Linked DNA regions of Mus musculus: region 1 is linked to region 2. The links are chromatin contacts, called in public promoter capture Hi-C maps. All regions are on one chromosome and are shown on one strand. Each heading gives the region's core, a stretch centred on a gene start, on an enhancer-like site or on the middle of the called end of the contact. The rest is flanking DNA. Distances are from core to core; before and after follow the strand shown. Region 1 holds the start of M6pr (mannose-6-phosphate receptor, cation dependent). Region 2 holds the start of Lsm5 (LSM5 homolog, U6 small nuclear RNA and mRNA degradation associated).

Region 1 (2,700 bases), core at 182-2,681, about 66 Mb after region 2:
CCACAGAAACTATCAAACATATTTGCCTTGTGCTCTAGCAGGGACTAGCAAAAACCACGTCCCCTGTCAGAGCACAAGGCAAATATCATAGCCAGCTGTTGTGGACAATCTGAAGCAGCCCCAAATCCCACACCTGGGATCAAAATGGAAATATGTTCTTAAAATTGTTTTCTGTGTTAAAGAAGCCAAAATTCCAAAATTCTCACTACAGACCATCACAGAAAACCATGACAGGACACGGTGCAGAGATCAGCAGGTGGTGAGGGGCCTAGCCACAGTGGCTACCTCTACATCACAGCTCCTGCATCTATGACTCAGGACACATAAAAAAAGAGGGGGGCTGGAAAAACCGTAAGAGCTGCAATACCAGGATGTCTGGTGTGAAACAGTCTCATAGAAATGGTGGCAAAAACAAGATCTAAACAATGGCGATATCAATATGCTAACAGAGAAGTGAGGCTATGCCATACAAAGTGATCATCCTTGAAATCATGTACATACAAACATAAACAGATTCAGCAGGTTGTAGTGTATCTATGCAAATATTTGTAACTATAACAATTAAAGAAGATGAGACCATCAGTCTGAGTGGGGGACATGGGGAGAGCTGGGTGAAGGGGCCTTCGAAAGAAATGGAAGAAGGAAAAAGTCAGAAGAAGGGGAAGTAATTATACTTTAATTAAAATGTATTAAAACTTTTAAGTTAACTTTTTTAAAAAGTATAGGACACTACGGTGTTAGCAGTTTAAGCACAGTTCTACCTCTGACATGAATCCCTATCTAAGCAGAGTGAGGGAGGTGCATGCAAAAGCACGTGAGAGTAAAAGGGGCATGAGCAGCTAAAGCCAAAAGAAACTTCAGAGGAAGAAATGAGTAACCTGGAGAGCGAATCCAGGAAGCCGCAATTGTTTCAAACCAAGCTCTAAGAACAACTAGGGCTTGAGAAGTGGATAATAAATCCAAGGAGTCTTCAAATGACCTTACCAAAGGCACAAAGACACGGGTCCCCCCAAACTGAAGTACAGGCTAGAGGGCCGGCACACATAGGGCAGGCGCCTTTGATATATGCCTTTGACAGTATGCTTATCTAGCAAGATGCCACAATAGGAAAATTCATTGCCCAGGTAACAGTAACAATAGTTATGTCCCGAAAGAATTAGAAAATTCTGAACAAAGAAAATCAAGACAGGCAGGACCTATAACATTCCACTGTCTGGGTAGCAGAGTCAACTGCAAACCAGAAGCGAGCCCAGCCGACTGATGGCTAAACAGCGCCTCACAGAGGCCACCAAGGTAGCAGAAGAGTCCTAGAAACTACAACTCCCAGAGAGCTTCGGGCGAGGGAACTACAACTCCCAGCAAGCCCAAGGAGCGACACTCTTTGTAGTTCCACAGATCGCCCTCACGTACTGTCTTCAGACCTATTGGGACACCTGGCGCATGACCCCGCGTGGATGAGGAGCGCCCGCCCAGAGTCCCTGGAGGCGGAGCTCGAACCTCATTGGTAGAAAGGCGACCCGAAAAGAAGAAACTGATCTTGACAATCTCCGAGTGATTGGAGTTGATGGGACCGGGGAACAGCGAACTAGGCTGCTGACCAATCAGCGTCCAAAAGAGAGACCAGGGAACCAAGGTTCTGCGGTCACACGCCGCGGAGTCTAGTGGGAGGAGCAGTTGCTCAGCAGGCTCTCGCTGCTTCCTGTTTCCGGCTTCTGGAGCGGGGCGCATTGAGGCGCCTAGGGAAGCGCTGGCTTCAGAGAGGAATCGAGGGACTGGGGTCTGCGCCCCCGCACCCCTGATCTCCGGACGCGTCTTCCAACCTCAGAGACACATTCTTGGGGGCTTCTGAGCCGCGGTTGCTCTGTTTTCCCGTGACACGTGAGTGTTGGGGGCGTGGAGGAAGCGGGCTGGGGTCCTCGCACACCTCTGTACTGAAGGAGGTGCGGACCAGGACTCTCGCTTGGCCGTGGTTCTGGCTGGAGATCCTGCTAGGGAGCCCTAGGGAGGACTTGAGGCAAAAGGCATGAGAACGGAGAACGCCAGACTTCTAGGAGTGAGGAAGAGGAGTTCCAAGATCAGAGAGGGATTTGAGATGTTTTGAAGGTTGGAAAAGGAAAGTGCTCATGTGTGAAGTGTTAACTGGATTCTTGTAGAGAGAATTTTGACCTGTATCGTGGGAGTAAAGTGGCGTCATGGCGTCATTTGGGGGTAAGGTATGACTTTGAGTAGATAGAAGGCGAGAATTTCCAGACTCCTGGAAGAAGTTCGAGGAAGGTCTGTTAGCATGGTGTGGAAAAGAGTGACAAGAGTGTCTTGTGTTTCTGTGGAGACTTTGAAGCACAGAACTACCTCCTTGGGGCACTTTAAACATTGGGCCTTTCTGCCAGTTGAGACTGATCTTAAACGTGTTGGCTGCAATGAACCAGGAGGAAGAAAATAAAGCCCTCCATTAGAAAATGGAAAACGGCCATGAGTGGAAAAATGCGTGCAGGGCTGAATGAGGTCAGCAGTTTCCCAACCCCTAACTTAGTCACTCGGCGTCCTATAGAGAATGTTTCAGCATTGCCACTAGATCTGTCTCTATAGAATAAGAAAGGGGAATTCTCAAGAGCCTAAGATCCTGTTTTACAGCGTCTGAGAGTTATAAGTGCTTGCACTCTGGGGATCTCTTTGGACCATGCTAAATAGGAACTGCCCAGC
Region 2 (2,796 bases), core at 169-2,668:
AACCTACACCATTCCCGCTTTTAAAAAGGATACTGACAAAGTCATCAAATCCTAGAAGTGTCCCGACAATTTCTTTATCACTCTTCATCACAATGTGAATTCTTGACCCTATACATTTGTCCACAAGCTCTGTGGAAGGAAAAGGGTAATTTTACCTACTTATTAGATCGACCAACATTTGAATGCCTACTTCACTTATTATTTTTTATCATTAAAGATAAGCAAAAACATTCAGTTTTTTGCTATTTATTTATTTATTTACTTACTTTTATTAATCATTCCATCTGTTTACATCTCAAATGATATTCCCCCTTCCTGGTTACCCCTCCACAACACCCCTCCCATATCTACCTTCTCCCCACTCCCCAATTGCTTCTATGAGGGTGCTCCCCCACCCACCCACCCACTCCAGCATTCTCCTTATGCTGTGGCATCAAACTCCACAGGATCAAGAGCCTCCCCTCCCAATGATGTCAAAAAAGGCCATACTCTCCTACATATGTATCTGGAACCATTCGGTAATTTTACATCTTACACAAATCTCTGTTTAATCGTTAGCACAAATGTTTGCCTTAGCTTTCACTTAACTCTTTATTTGCAATTAATAGGACTGTGATTTTTATTTAGATTATTTGATTAATGTATGAAAACACACACCATGAGGTGGGTGGAGACCATAACTGTTTTTCTTCATCAGTGTTTGTACCGATAAACAATATCTAACACTGCAAAAACTTTCAATCACAGACACATTCACTAAGCTCACCAGCCCCAAAACATGACAAGGGAGAAGCATTATTACAGACACCGGCTTTCCCGTCACTCCTTCTCTCACTTAACCTTAACTCTCTGTGCTCCTGGGCCAACCTGTTCATCTCAGCATCTTAGAATTGCTCAGCACGATGCGTGCCGGTGTGCGATCTTGAAAGCAATGGCTGTAATTCAAGTTCATTATTCAACAGTTCTCTGGCACTGCGCGGGAATTGCTTGTTGAATTAATGAACGACGGGGCTAGTTTCCAGATTTCTATTGTAAGATTCATTGTATGCCGTGGCGCACTCCTTACCCAAGCCAATACAGGGTCTACCTGATCTGGAGACCAAGAAGGCCAAGCTGAGAACTGGGACTGCGCGACTCATGACATCTTACTGGCGAGCTCAAAAAGGCCGAGCACGTCCTTCACTAAGTGGGACCCTCACCGACCACCGACAGGCAAAACGGTCTGTCTGTCTGCCCAGTGACGCCAAGGACCGGACAGCCGGGCCCGGAGGGGCGGTGGCCCAGCCTCGGCCCCCAGCGTGGAATTGCAGCAACCCGACCGCTCCCCAAACAAGACTTTTACCTAGTGGCAGGAGTTGGGACGGGTTCGTGGTCGCGTTAGCCGCCATGGCCACGCCGGAAGTGGCTAAGGACACCGGCGCAGACTTTAAAATTGCGCGCTTCCGCCCTTTTCCACAGCTGGTTCAGACAAGACTAATCCAAAGCCGATCTTGAGATCCAGAGGATCCCAATGGATCGCAGACAGATTCGATAGAGAGGTTCGGATCTCTATCCCTGCCACCAACCCAACAGGCACCTATGGTACCCCCAAGTTTTGCTAAACTTCAGAGATAATTTGCCGCCGGAAGACCAGCATACGAGATCTCTGAGTCGGTTAATTTTCCTCTAGAAGGTTGCATTTCAAGCCTGTATCTTTCTTCAGAGCAATAAAATCAATTTATATTTCCTACTATAAACTCGTTCTGCATGCTCCTCAACAACTACTCATTTTTTTTTTTTTAAGGAATCTGGTACTTTTAAGGCCAGAGGACTGAAAGTCTATAAAGCAGCATTTTTCACAAGCTTTTTTTTTTTTAGAAAAAACAAACAAACAAACAAACAAACAAAAAACTTCTACTATTATTTAATTTCTTCTTGTCGTTTCTAGGTGTCTGGTTTATTACAGGCATTAAAGTCACTATCAGTTTTCAATTTGCAGGCAACCGTAAGATGTCACTCTGTATGTTGACTCCATCATGTTTGGAAACCTTGCTATCACACTTCTGCATTGGAAAAGATTAAAAAGCCCCCTTTTAACGTGGAGTGGCCAGTAAACCCAACACTTGAGAGACAAAAGGAGGCATCTGTTGCAGGCATGGCCCTCTTAGACCCCGACACAAAATAAGAAATTAAAACTAACAAGGGCTAGCTGGTAGCTTGGCTATAGGGTACTTTCCTAGCATTCATGAGGCCCGGAGTTTGGGCCCTAGTGTTTTTTGTTTGTTCGTTTACGTGCTTGTTTTGTTGTTGTTGTTGTTGTTGTTGTTGTTGTTAAAGCAGATAAATACTTTGCCTTTGTCCATCTCATGTGACAGACTTAAAACCAAACAGCCTAAATATGAGAGATGAGCACCCTTCATTCCTCCATTGAAAAAACATATCAGTGGAATATTGTTTGACTAGCAGCTTGCTGGATACATAAAACAATGTTCAGAAAAGTCTTCAACCAAGAGAGTGGGAAGGAGGACAAATAGTACATTTCATGTGCACAGCACTATGGGATTTAATATGGAAAGCAATGAAAACTCAGCTCCATTCTCAATTCCAAGCCAGTGGTGGCTTTTTTTCCTCCACGCCCAATCTATAAGTCTTACAGATCTACTAGGTCCCAAGGCAATTACAAACACACTTGACAGCCATCCTTTTGAGGTAAGAGTCAGGATTAAGTTCCTTGTGCTTAAAACAAGTTAAAACACTGTCCCTTGGCCACAGCTTGAAGAACTGAGGAGTTGTTGGGAGTCTTCTCACACAGTGACT

What was found. Promoter capture Hi-C pulls out the DNA fragments that hold promoters and counts their contacts.
Region 1: a promoter capture Hi-C map of second pharyngeal arch cranial neural crest shows a contact between it and region 2. The contact joins the promoter of M6pr here to the promoter of Lsm5 in region 2. A contact is called at or near these places in 3 of 39 promoter capture datasets (cranial neural crest, pre-B cells and second pharyngeal arch cranial neural crest).

What each region holds. Positions count from the first base shown.
Region 1 is chr6:122,307,289-122,309,988 of GRCm38.p6, forward strand. M6pr (mannose-6-phosphate receptor, cation dependent) reads left to right here and starts at 1,432. Exons shown (of 7, transcript NM_010749.7): 1 at 1,432-1,878.
Region 2 is chr6:56,703,281-56,706,076 of GRCm38.p6, forward strand. Lsm5 (LSM5 homolog, U6 small nuclear RNA and mRNA degradation associated) reads right to left here and starts at 1,419. Exons shown (of 5, transcript NM_025520.3): 1 at 1,343-1,419; 2 at 34-129. The coding sequence starts at 1,388.